Linked DNA regions of Cricetulus griseus: region 2 is linked to region 1. A link is a contact called in public Hi-C data. All regions are on one chromosome and are shown on one strand. Each heading gives the region's core, a stretch centred on a gene start, on an enhancer-like site or on the middle of the called end of the contact. The rest is flanking DNA. Distances are from core to core; before and after follow the strand shown. Region 1 overlaps Celsr1 (cadherin EGF LAG seven-pass G-type receptor 1). Region 2 has its middle 6.3 kb from the start of Celsr1.

Region 1 (6,918 bases), core at 3,709-6,208:
ACCCTGCTTCTTGGATACTATGTTAATTCTATGTAGTATGATGAGCGTCTCCCCAACACACCCACTAACGAAAACTCAGCATGTCCCCTCCTAGGCTACACATCAGGGGGTTTCTAACACTCCTGAGGCCCCAGGATCACCACCACAACCAAACAAAAAGCTCCATTCCCAGCCCACTTGCCAGATGCCACCCAATACTGAACAAGAGTCCGATTCTGAATTCAGGACCCTATCTACCCATGTCCCTCCTCTTCCTCCAGTTCTTATGGCCTAGCCTATCTCAGGGCCTGAACCCACTGTCCGTGCCTTCCTGCTGGGCTAATCACCATGCGTCTCTCACATCCATGCTAGCCACATCCCTGGAGGTTCAGTGCTCACCCTCATCCTCTGGCTGACTCCCTGGGGTGGGTAATGTGGTTAACAGGCCAGGCTGGGTGATGGGTACTTTCATATGGGACTTGACCCAACATGTACCCTCTACCTCTGAGGGTTCTCAGGCCCCAGCTGAAAGGCCTGGTGGGGTTGGCTCAGTGTTACATCCCACCCACAAGCCGAATCCAGCCACAACTTACACGACCCCCTTTCTCTCATAATAATGGCGCTTTCTTTGGCAGGCGACCTTTGCAGACAGGACAAAGATGACCGTGTTGATCTAGGAAACAAGAATAGCAGCTTCAGGCTCTTCTGCTGTCTCCAGGGTGAGCCTCACCAGCCAAACACTTCTGATTATTGTCATCCATATCTGGAGGTGTGGTGGGATGAGAGGCCTTGGCCACGGGCAAGTTAAACCAGGCCATGCTATAGTAGGCCTCAGGCTGCCACTCTAGGCTGCCTGTGCGTGAAGGTCTTCCAGTGGGCATGAAATGGGCCCCAGAACCTGGGGGTCTAAAGATGGGGTCCCAGAGCAGCCTGAGAACTCTGCTGACTTACTATGAGGTACATCCTTCCTGCTAACCCTGGCCACCCTGAGGAACTGCTGACCATAGCCAGCCTACCCTGGAGCACATGGGCTCCTGTGTCCTGAGTGGCATGTCTGGGAACTCATAATACTCACGATTATAACCATTCCTACAGGCCCAGCGAAGCTCCAGATCAGGCTGTCTTGAAGGGACAGCCAGCAGAAGTCAGGGTTCCCATATCCCTGAGGATCCAAGCCAACAGCCAGTCCTGTGTGAGTTGGAGACACAGAGAAGAGTGAGAGCCACAGACCTGGCTGGTCACCCACCTACCCGGGAGGAGAGCTGAAGCCAGATAGGCAGAGTCGTCCAGAGATCTCAAACTACCCTTATCAGAGATCAAGGAGACAGAGAGAAATACTTCTAAACTCCTTAAATTAAGTCAGGGGCTGGCTACTCTCTGTGACCAGGAGGCAGCCACTGCCTGTAGCTAATAACTTTATTTGCCTGAAGGTCCTTGGGCATAATCTTATGACCTTTTAAAAGATGTATGTTTTAAAAAATAAATAAACTTTGAAATAAACTGTGAACTGCTTAGTTCTGGATTGCAAACCCTCAGGAACCAGTGGCATTTCCCATTCAGAACTCAACAGGCTGCTGGGGAGGCCTCACACTGACACCTCAAGATGGCTTTTACACTGAGGCACAGACATCATTTTCTAGGCATCCCTCATGCCAGTATTCTCATAATGACATCTGACCTTGTAAGAGAGACCACCTCCATCAAGCAACACGAGGTGCCTGCCACCCTCCCTCTGCCACCCACATGTCTGAAAGTATGAAAGTCACTCAGGGTCCCTTAGAGTAAGGATGAGTTACATTAGAACCTAATGAGTTACGTTAGGGGCTTTGGAGACCATGCCCAGATGCCTGGAATGCCCACCAGGGTCTGCCGGGAAGGGAGTTCATGCCTCCTGTTGAGAATGGAAGTGTGGGTCTTCCTCAACAGGAGGCAAATGTTGGCTTTCTATAGTTATTGAAAAGTGTAGGCCAGGAACATGCCTTCAATCTCACAACTAGAGAGGTAAAGACAACTGGAGAGGCAAAGACAGGCAGATGTCTGAGTTCAAGGCTAGTCTGGTCTACAGAGCGAGTTCTGGGACAGCCAGGGCTACACAGAGAAACCCTGTGTCGAAAACCAAAGAAAGAAAGAAAAGGTGTGACAAGGAGGTATGTATAAGACAGTCAATAGCTGGGAGTCATCCAGTTGTTATGTTGACTGATCACAGTCATGCCCTTCCATCCGTCTGCACACTCACTGGCCCACCCTTAGTGATCTATTTCCCACCTCTTCACTCACACCTACTCGTCCTGTGACCAACTGAGCACTGCACAAAGAACCCCAAGTACCCTGGCCCAGCAGCTCACACCTGACCAGAGAGACCCATCTCCTATGGGCTGGGAGTAGCTACTCTTCTATCCACAGCTAAATACAGAGGGCCAGGAGAAAATGAGGACAGATGGTTCAGGGGAAATCTGTATTTTAACACAGGTCACCTGAGAGAGCTGCCCTGTGTCCTTACCTGTGACAATGGCAGGGATGCCCCAGCCCACCACATGGTAGAACCTCATGGGCCCAGTGTCGATGTTTCGCACTTCTGTGAGCATGCGGTAGACATGCAAGTTCTCCACCAGGGTCCAGGCAAAGGTGCTCATGGAGACATAATGCAGGAGGATGGCGACCACTGTGCAGAGAAACTGGGTGGAGAAGGGCAAGCTCAGCAGACAGTTCCAGGGCCCTGGGATGGCTAAGGGGCAGGCTGGCAAGCACCCTCTGAAACTGCAGACGGAGTCCAAACCTAGGGGTGACCTTCAAGTGACCAAATCAGGCTATTCTGCAATGGCAGGGGCTCTAGTGTCTCCAAAGGGCAGCAGAGCTCCTCTCCCGTGTGATTCAGCTGAACAAAGCGGACACTGCATCTCTCCTGATATAGATGGTAGAAGAAGGCATGGGAGAGCCACCCAAGAGCCCCTCCTCAGGCTGGGGTCACAAGACACAAGCACTAGTCTTCCTGAGAGCCTGGAAATAATGTATTTTTTGAGAGCTGATTCTAATCTTCAAATACTGACTCCAGGCTTAATGAAAACACTATGGAGTTGTATTCACTCAGGCTGAAAAGTCCCAAGCTGGGACCTCGGCCTGTGCTCCCAGAACTGTCACCTCATGGTTTCTACAGCCAATGGGTATAGCCAGGGGCTGGGGGCCACTTCCTCCAGGGCCCTCTCTGTCCAGTAGGAACAATGTCTTGATTTTTTTTTCTGCTAATCCAAGACCAGGGAAGAAGGGGACTGTCCCACCTGTGTGCCTTTACCTGGACAGGGTTGTGTGTCAGGCCAAAGGCCAAATGCTACAAATGAAACTTCAATATACTGGCTGGCTGAAGGATGGCATACCTTCAGTAGTGAGTCTGCTGGGGAAGCCAGCTCTTCCTGTCTGGGTACAGAAGACCCAGCAGTACCAGGAAGAAGACAGTGAGAGGAAGGACCAGGGATGCTGGGCTCCCACACTTCAGCCTAGGGGGCTTTAGTATACACCCAGCTCAGGTGGTTGGCAATGGGACCTGAAGATGTGGTCCGGGCAGCTGCTTGTGGGTCTTTCCAGAGGACCTGCCCTAGACCGGGCTTCCAGGCCAGGCGGCTGGAAGGCGATAGCAAGTTCCCAACAGGAAGTTAAGGAGGACAGGGTGAAAAATGAGGGGGAAGGGAAAGGAAGGTATTGGATTAAAGTCTCTTTATTTCCAAGCACAGCCGGGTGAAACACAGGCCAGAGCTAGGTTAAGAACCCAGCCAGAGCAGCCAGAACAAAGAGAGCGCGCGGTCCCCACGTGCAGCCTTTTAAGAAGCCCCTCTTACGTCATCCCGGCTTTCCTTCACCCCGCCCTTATGGGCGAGTCCCCAGGTCCACCTGGTACCTGCCCCAGGTCCATTGGGCGGGGCTAGGGTTACTCCCTACAGGAAGGAGATGAATATGGCTCTATTCAAGTTGGCCACCTGGACAAGCTAGCCCTACCTCGAGCCACAACCCTAACCACAGCCACAACTGACCCTCACACAGCTGGGCCAAACTCACAGCAGGATTCCACTCTGGTCACAAGCCCCACAGATGTCCACAACCTTATCAAAGCCCACTGCTGACCACACAGATGGGACCCACACTGGCAGGTACAGTCCTATGCTCTGCCCTTGACTATCAGCCAGCCTCAGTGTCTTCTTTGGGAAGAGGAGGAGGAGGAGGAGAGCCACCACTCAACCTCCTTCTAGATGTGGCTATGTTCAAATACCAGGTCACTGCACTGAGGGAGGTCAATAGAACACAGACTGGAGGGGTCCATGACAGAACCATCTGCTGCCAGGTCAACCTCCAAAGGCCAGGTGCTCTCCGGAAATGACACTGAAACAGTACAATGGAATTATGTGAACATGAACACTTGTCACCTACACTGCAAAGTTGAAGACAAAACAGTGCTACATCTGGGCCATGCCCTCTGCTGGCAACAGAATGCCAGCCTCAAGGGGCGAGCTTGAGCTGGATTAACACCACACCATATGCCATTTCCTGAGTGGGAATTTCAGCAGGTTCAATTGGAGGGTGAGGGTGAGAAGTTTGGCTGCTTTTTTTTTTTTTAAATGGCGCAAAAGTAAACCCTCAAAACAAAACAAATCACTGTTTGAAAGAAGGGCTAGAAATTGACAGTAGGACCTGGCGAGGTTGGGTGTTCACACGTCTACACTAAACTCGATTTTCCAGAACAGAGCAAACACACACTAAATCATTTCAGCTTGTCAGGCTTCTGGGAGATAAACAGCCTCGCCCAGAGATAGGACTGTGAGTTTAGATAAAATGCAGGCACACTGCCAAGCCCCTGCCACAGCACACCTTCCCAGAATGCATTTCCCTGGTGTGTGCTCACTGGTGCCCGGAAAGCTTTCGTCCCAGGCAGGCGCCGAGTCAGACATGAGTGGTGGCCTCTCTGTGCTCCAGAGGCCATGCTTAGTTGCAGGGAGGTGGCCTGCAGCCATTGACTGTACTTGCCTCTACCTAGACCTTGGAGAAGCACACTTACAGGACCCCAAATGAGTCTTACTGAGCCTTCACCCAGGCTATGCACGTGGAGGAAGTTAGGCCTCCTGTGTCCATGCCTGGGAGGAACAATGTCTGGCTCAGGAAGTGGCAGGGAGGTTTGATCCTTGTCCTTGACCCAACCCTGTGCTTCTGTGAGCCTGCAGGAAAGCCATCAAGTTCATCAATGGGGCTGGGTTAAGGACAGCCCTGAAAACTGTGCCTAGGAGGTGGCAGCGTCTGCCTTCTTTCCTGAGGGGTCTGGCCACTCAGGAAAGTCTCTGTGTTTGCTGGGGAACTCCAGCTTGGCAGCCATCTTCCCCTTCTATCCCAGAGCCGGGCTTGGAGAGCAAGTCTCCATTCCTGGGCTCTATGCTTTGCATCCCGAGTAGCTGTGTCCAGCTGCCACCTACTTATATCATTCCCAGCAGCTGCATCTACCCTCCTCTACCCCAGAGCCCTTAAAACTACCAGCCCCTCCCCCTTCCTGCCCTGGCCTCTGTCCTGACCCCAACTACCAGGCCTGTGTTGGACCACAGAGCTCTGACTGGTTGCCATGGCACTTCAGGGTGTGATACAGCTCCCTCACTCAGTTCCTTGCCAGCCAACAGGTAGGGGTGGGAGGTATTTCTGAATCATCGTAGATTGGATGTATAGTTGCATTTTTATGCCCAAGGGCTCTATCTGCATCCAAGGATGACAAGCATTTAGGGTAAAGTAAAAAGAACCACACCGGTACTAAGTATGCATCATTCTGGTCTCCCTTCACCCTCCTCTAAACAGTGCGGCCCAACAACTAGTCACACAGTACTTGCCTTACATTGCTATCACACAACCCAGGGACGCTGTGACATATGCAGGAGGAGGTACCATGTGCAGATGTGACCTCATCTTTTGGGTTGGTATCCATGGGACCTGAGACAAGTCCACGTGGAAACAGAATGCAGCTATAGTACCCACCCCTGGGAGGCCAGGGTGAGGCTGAAGGAACAGGTGACCACTGCATAGGGACCATCCTGCACCAGAGGCTGCTGCAAGCATGATGGTGTCTAGGTCAGGGAAACCCCTGACCATCTGCATGCCCAAGTGAAGGTCTGCGGAGCTCCTAACACTCCAGGCTGTCAGCCACTGTTCAGTCACAGGTGTGAAACAGCATACACAGAGTGCACACTGTAACAAGTCCAGGGCAGGCAACACACTTAGAATGAATGGGTTAATGGTAGCTCTCACCTCTGGTAGTTAAAAGTCTACATAGTAAAGGCCTCCTTGGCGTCTACAGGGAGATGACACCAAGAGCCAACTACCTATTCCAACTCTACCACCTCCACCTGAGTGGTCCTGTGGGTGATTCCATTTGTCAAGACTGTCTTTCCTGACACATCTGCCTCTCAGATTCAGGAGGTTAATGGGTTAACTCTGTAAGTGAGCTTCTGGCATAGCCCTCATAGGAGCAGAGCTGACCTGTAATTACTGTCCCTCCCCAAATTCCCAACAAGCGGGCTAGACCTCACCTATTTTTTGAAATTCTTACATGGAAATATGGAAAACCACCACTGGCTGGCTGGGACCACTCAAAGTCACAACCCCATTGTGTTCTACAATTTCGCCTTCCATCAAGCCATCAAAGACTTTGACACTGTCAGCAGCAGTGACCTGTGCTGCCTCCTCAGGGCTGCTCCTTTTTTTCCTAAGACATGATCTCTGGACACCAGTCTGTCCCTCCCAGAACCCCTATCACCTAGAGGACAAATGCCACAACCACCAATGAACTATAAAAGCTCCCCAGCCCCACTCCATGTAGCTCAGTCACAGCAGCTCTCCATTCGTTCCCAGACAGATTTAATATGCTCTCAAAGGGATGCCCTGGCCTGGCCTCTCCTCTGCTCCTTACATCTAGATGCT
Region 2 (6,276 bases), core at 958-3,457, 140 kb after region 1:
GAGAGCGTCTGGTTTTGGAATTCAGAGAAAAAGACCTCTGGAGAACAGATCTGGGTCCATCCACCCACCCGACACTGGCACTCTTGAGTTTGATGGGGTTTGACGAATGGAAAATTGTAAAAGTTGAAACATGCAACAAAAACTGAGCCCTGAATTAATTAAGATTCTAATAGAGGCAAGAGAATGAAGGGGTTTAGATCCTAATCGCCCATGCTTCTGGCCTGGCTTCTCTGAGAGACTGGGATAACTCATGACAAAAAAGAAACAATATTTTCCTGCTAGGGAGGCACCAGAGCCAGCCCAAACACTAGCACCACCATTTCTACCTCAGCACAGGGGTGGTTACCCTGGACCCCTGCATAGGGCAGATGGGACTGGATCCCGAGGGTGTCCCCTGAGATACCAGCCTCTGATCAACCAGTATAACTAACTTTTAGGGAAGCCTAGTCTCCAAAAATGGTCTGGAAGAATACATCCTATCACAGCTGGGCACCTAAGCAGAAATGCAGTCTCCCCAGACTGCAAATGGGGTGAATACAGGGCACCGCACAGCCTCCTTGTAATACCTCTGGGTGGGGAGGGAAGAAAATGTATTCCTCACCCCTACAGCACCCACTTTCCCTTGCATTTGCCTCCTTAGGTGCCCAGTACTCATGAGTAGTATATGTCCTGTGTAGGACCGATCTCCGGGCTGCACTGTCCTCTAGTGGTTGAGTACTGTCTCTACCCCTCAGAATATTCCAAGGAGTCATTTCCTATTCCATAGAAGTGCATGGAGATGGCAAAGACAATAGGCTCAGGCTGCTGCACTGAGGACCACACTCTGGATGGAGTGTGCACTCCAAGGGTCACACTCAAGCATCTCTTCAACATGCAGCCCCTGCTTCGGGGAGTCTTGAGCTCCTCAAGGTCTGCCGCCCAAGGGTGCCCAACTCTACTGTGAACATAGCAAACTGAGGCTCCGAGTGTACTGCAGGGGGTCTTAGCTGCTCCTTTGCCTGGTGAAGGAATGTGCCAGAGCACCTAGAAGGGACAGCAGCTGCACCAGAGGGAAACCACAAAGAGGAGGTCACCTGGGATGGGCTAGAAACCGCAGAAAGAAGATGGCAGTATGGAAGCAGGGCATCATCCACCCTGCTTGTCACAGGACGGAATGTCCCTGTGTTCCTGTCACTAGTGTTTAGCTGTTATTATTTCCTGGCCCCCATCAAACACACATTCACGAGGTTGACATGGGAGAGGCAGCGCCATCTTGCCTGACAGCATTCCTTCCTTACAAACTTCCCATTTGGGTGAAGTTAGGTTTAAGACTTGCAGGGTAGCTATGTTGGGTGAGGTGACATCTCCAGCTGCCAATTACATGATGATTCTATCTGAAAATTTTAAAAAGGAAAGACCTCATGTGGTCAGAACTTGACCTTTCTTGAAGTTATGACTGGGTGAGTGTGAGCTTATTCACCAACTTAAGCTACTTTTACCATCAGTTCCACATTTTCATCACCCCAGGCACCTCAAATCAAGTCCAATCTTCCACACCCTAATCCCCTTCCAGCCTCAGACCTGCTGGTCCACCTCCTGTCTGGATCCGTCTATTCTAGAAGCTTTATAACAAGCTCTCAATGCTTGCCTGTGTGCCAGGCCTTTGTCCCTCAGAGCACCATCGGTTCTTAAGTCCTTCCCTGAAGGCTTAGTCTCTGTGGTGTGGGTGTTCACGGTCCAATTAGCCAGTCATCAGTGGACTGGGGCGTCAATTCTATCCTAGTTGATTAATTAATTAATGTTAACTGTTTCAAGTAATCGTTCCCTCTCTTTTTGCTTCCTTATTCCCTCTTTTCTTCTGCCCTCCTTCTTTTTTCCCTTCTTCTCTCCTCTCTCCCCCCGCCCTCCATTCCTTTCTTTCTCCCTTCCACCCTTTCTATTCTTCCTTCTTTCTTTTCTTCCTTCCATGCTAGCTTCACATTCACAATCCTCCTGCCTCAGGTTTTGAAAGTGCTAGGATTACACAACATCTGAATCTTCCTTGCTTTTGAGTATGGAAAACAAAAAACAAAAACAAAAACAAAACCAACAATTCTCTGTGTAAAATTGCACATAAAAATCTTTGAATTTCTTCTTTATTTTCCCATTTTTTGACTTTATTGCTACAGCTCTGCTAGGGACTTTCCTTGGGACTTTCCTCTGTCGCTGATGAGCACACAGAGGAATGCTAAAGCTGACCCAAGGCAGGCTGGTGGGGCCTGAAGCAAGTCAGCTGCATCTGCTTTACTTCTTCCTGCCCCACAGAATCAACTGTCCTTGATACTTGTGGGTGGACTGAGGGGACCCTAGAGAACATAAAAATGGTCGCATTTGGGCAGGAGTTTGAGAACGGCTCAATGGGCCTGGCTTGTGGGGTAGAAGTGAGGAAGTGAAAGAGACATCAAGGGTCCCTCACCATCTGGGATGGGGACAGGGCAATGAGTGCCTGGATAACTAAGTCAGATGTTATAGTCCTTTCCTCTAACCCTGGGACTAGCACACACTGGCACTTCAGTGGGGAAGCTTTGTCTCTGCAGGAGCCCTGCAGGTGTCAGGTGACAATTAGCTCAAGTACCCTACCCACTGATGCCGAGGAGGTGGAGTGGCCCCGGGTCTCCTGCCTAGGTTCTCTGATGGCCTACTTGGTGTGGGCAATCTTTTTGTACACCATGAAGATGTGTCTCTGCCAAGGCACCTTCTGATTGGCTTAATGAAGAGCTGAATGGTCACTAGCTAGGCGGGAGAAGATAGGTGGGACTTCTGTTCAGAGACAGGAACTTTGGGAAGAAAAGAGGGGGATTTGGCCTTCAGACAAGCAAGAAGTGGGGTGCACAGTACTGAGATTGACATGGGAGAGGCAGCGCCATCTTGCCTGACAAAATGTAGATTAATATAAAGATTAATTAAACTTAAGTTATAAGAGCTAGGCTGGGTGGTGGGGGCCCTTGCCTTTAATCTCAGCACTCGGGAGGCAGAGGCACAAAGATCTCTGTGAGTTCAAGGCCAGCCTGGTCTACAGAGCAAGCTCAAGGACAATCTCCAAAGCTACAGAGAAATCCTATCTCCAAAAACAAACTAACAAACAAAAAAGTTATAAGAGCTAGTTAGGAGAAGTCTCTGTGTCATTATTTGGGAGCTGGTGGTCCAAAGAAAATCTGACTACATTTGGTGTCCAACATGGAGGCCCATAAATCAGCTACGAGCAGCTGATTTGATACTCTGGGGGAGCCTAGGTAGAAACGTCTCCCACATTTCAGCCTAGCGACTTCCCAGAGCTGGGGTAGATAAACAGCTCCCAGCAGGTGCCTATGGGCATGAGGCTAGGCTCTCATGGAAAGGCAAACAGTGGCTGAACTAGTAGGTTAGCCTGACAAATCTGAGAGGGGCAGAGCCAGCCACCAGCTCCATATGCTAAGCAGAGTCCCACAGAGGGTAGCCTGACACTTTAAGGCTGGGCTCAACACAGGTAGAGAGCCACATAAAAAGTCAGGTTCAAACAAAGAAAACCTCTGAACAGATACAGTATGACTGAAAATGTGTTTAAGTGCTGAAGAAAGAAAAGAAAATTGGTAAAGACAGACATAGAAAAACAATAAATAGTTTAAAAATAATAAAGTAAATAGAATAAAGTAATATAAAAAGAATGAGCCATGTAAGGATGGGAAATATTATAATACAGGATGCCTGGATCCTAGACAGTGCTTTATTAATTTAAAAATTTCAAATGCTAATGAGCTAAAAACAACAACTACTGAGAGACATTAGATTGTGGAAAAACTACCAAATTAAATCATCTTATATATTTTCAGGATGTCTTAACTTCAGAATACAAGCCAGGATATGTGTTGTATTGGGGGAAAGGTTATGCCTTTGTTTCCACAGGAAACAAAAAACTATGGATTTCCTCAAAATTAATAAAGACCAGATTTGACTGGGATAAACCTCCTGAAAAATCTTAGCTGAAGACACAAAGGAAGAAACCAAGAAAAATGACAAGACAGGTGATGTATATGCTGATCCCTCTACATCAGAACATCTCAGCCAGGCGTTGATGGCGCACGCCTTTAATCCCAGCACTCGGGAGGCAGAGGCAGGCGGATCTCTGTGAGTTCAAGGCCAGCCTGGTCTCCAGACCTAGTGCCAGGATAGGCTCTAAAGCTACACAGAGAAACCCTGTCTCAAAAACCAAAAAAAAAAAAAAAAAAAAAAAAAAAAAAAAAAAAAAACCAGAACATCTCTGAGACTGGGTGAAACATGTTAATAACATGTTAATGTTTGTTGGCTACAGAATCCTTGTGACTTATTATTGCATGCCATCCTTTCATATGGCATGGATGGAGATTTATATTACAGTTTGGTTGTGCTGCCCAAACAGACATAAAGTTGACAGATGTCTTTTACCTGCTCAACCATAGAAGAGAGAATCATCTTTAGCAGATTGGTGTACACCACAATTCCTTTCTTGTGTTAATGCAGATATGTATATTACCTTTAAAAGTTTGTGTGTTTTCAGAACAAAAGGACCAGACATCAATGAAGACAAGACAAGTAACCCAGGTGGTCCAGCCTCTCAGAATGCCTGTTTCAGTTTCCTCAGAAATCTGCATCCAAAACAACTTCAAACCTGCTAGTTGAGATGGTCTAGCCTCACAGACTACTCCAGCCAGGATTTCATATAAGCCATGCACTTTCCCATCACATGGAGACTGGATAAATGAATAATACAGATTGCTTTCCCAGGACTTGAGCATTGTTCCAATTTTCTCAGTGTCCTCTAAAGATCTTGTCACCCACAGACAACAGGAAGTAATTTTAAGAACACGATGCCCACATTCCCAAGAGGTGATGTGAGTGTTCTTTGGTTGTTCAGTGGATTACAGATGTTTGTCATTGTGTAGGGAGGTTATTGAAAGTTGTTATTGATCATGGTCATGGAGGAAACTAAGCAAAAGAAATTAGATTCAGGGAATCTCTTCCTAAAAATAAAAAGGGGAGATATAGGAACAATAGGATAAAAGGTTAGATTATTGAATCTACTTTTAGACTAAAAAGCAACTACTAGTCTTAAATATTTTACATTGTCATGGAGTTTTGTATGCTGATACAAATTTAAGGTTATTTTTTGTTACAATATACTGCAAGGTATTGTACCTGTGCAACACATTTAAAATTGTAATGTAAAATTCTAGTCCTTGAAAGCTACTATTATAAACTGTTTAGGATAATTAAGATAACAATAAAACTTGTAGTAAGGGTTTAGATGTAGACATAAATAGGCTTTATTTAGTCTCATGTATTTTAGATAGATAGGTGGTCTTCAAACACTTGTATTTAAGATGTGTTAATAACATAAGGCTTTTTATGACAGTGAGACACATCTCCTGGCAGCACCAATCTACTTCAGAGATGATCTCCTTATGAAGTTTGCTTTCACTGTGGCAAAGTTAGCCATTGGGCAAGAAACCTCCTTTGCCTGCAGTGCTAACAGTATGCTGTTCAAGTTAGACAAGCAGGACACAATGGAAGCCAGCTGCTTAACTTTGCCAAGATAAGGTAGGACAGTCCTTCAAAATTGCTACTTCACAGAAAAGTCTGTCTAGACCCAAGGGCAAAAGATGGATGTCCCAAAGTTGCAGAGGAACCTTGGTTGACTGTCCAGGCAGCCAGCTGTCTCTATTGTTTCTATAGTTTTGTAACTTGCTTGTTCTGCACTTCCTGTTTACTCAGGTAACATTATATCCTTCTTGAGTCTCCAATGGGGCTGAAGACCAGATAGTTATAGTTACAGTTTTTCTTGTTACCAAATTTAAAAAAATAAACTCACAAAAGACATTTAAAGTGTATAAGTTGAGAGATATAAAAGCTTAAGTTGTTTATCTAAGAATATGTTTTACAGTCTAAAAAGATATTTTTAGGCTGGTAATACAAGTTATGATAGAAAGAGGTTTAGGTATAAAACTTTCTCCAAATTTGCCAAATAAAATAAAATAATGGACTGAACATTGTGAAGATAATTCTTACCTGATAGTTGTTCTTATTGTATATAGTTTTACTGTGCTAGAGTTAAAACCTTTCCTTTTTATTTAGACAAAAAGGGGGAAATGTTGTGCGATAATCTTTTTTGTACACTGGGAAGAAGTGTCTCTGTCAAGGCTCCTTCTGATTAATTTAAAAAAGAGCTGAATGGCCAAAAGCTTGGCAGGAGAGGATATCTGGGACTTCTGGGCAGAGATAGAACTCTGGGAAGAAGAGAGGGGG

Evidence for each region. Hi-C and Micro-C count contacts between places; a contact is called where the count stands out from the background.
Region 2: a Hi-C map of fibroblasts shows a contact between it and region 1, with 7 times the contacts expected there. The contact joins two enhancer-like sites. A contact is called at or near these places in 5 of 8 Hi-C or Micro-C datasets (the CHL-YN cell line, the CHO-K1 cell line, fibroblasts and 1 more).

Annotation. Positions count from the first base shown.
Region 1 is chr2:382,705,628-382,712,545 of CriGri-PICRH-1.0, forward strand. It overlaps Celsr1 (cadherin EGF LAG seven-pass G-type receptor 1), which reads right to left. Exons shown (of 36, transcript XM_035440807.1): 26 at 2,480-2,654; 27 at 1,055-1,167; 28 at 573-652. Among named protein-coding and RNA genes, the nearest start is that of Trmu, 24 kb to the left of the region's middle. Within about 2 kb of position 4,959, at least 1 of the 6 cell types and tissues checked has open chromatin away from gene starts, as enhancers often do.
Region 2 is chr2:382,850,309-382,856,584 of CriGri-PICRH-1.0, forward strand. No RefSeq gene overlaps it. Among named protein-coding and RNA genes, the nearest start is that of Celsr1, 6.3 kb to the left of the region's middle. Within about 2 kb of position 2,208, at least 1 of the 6 cell types and tissues checked has open chromatin away from gene starts, as enhancers often do.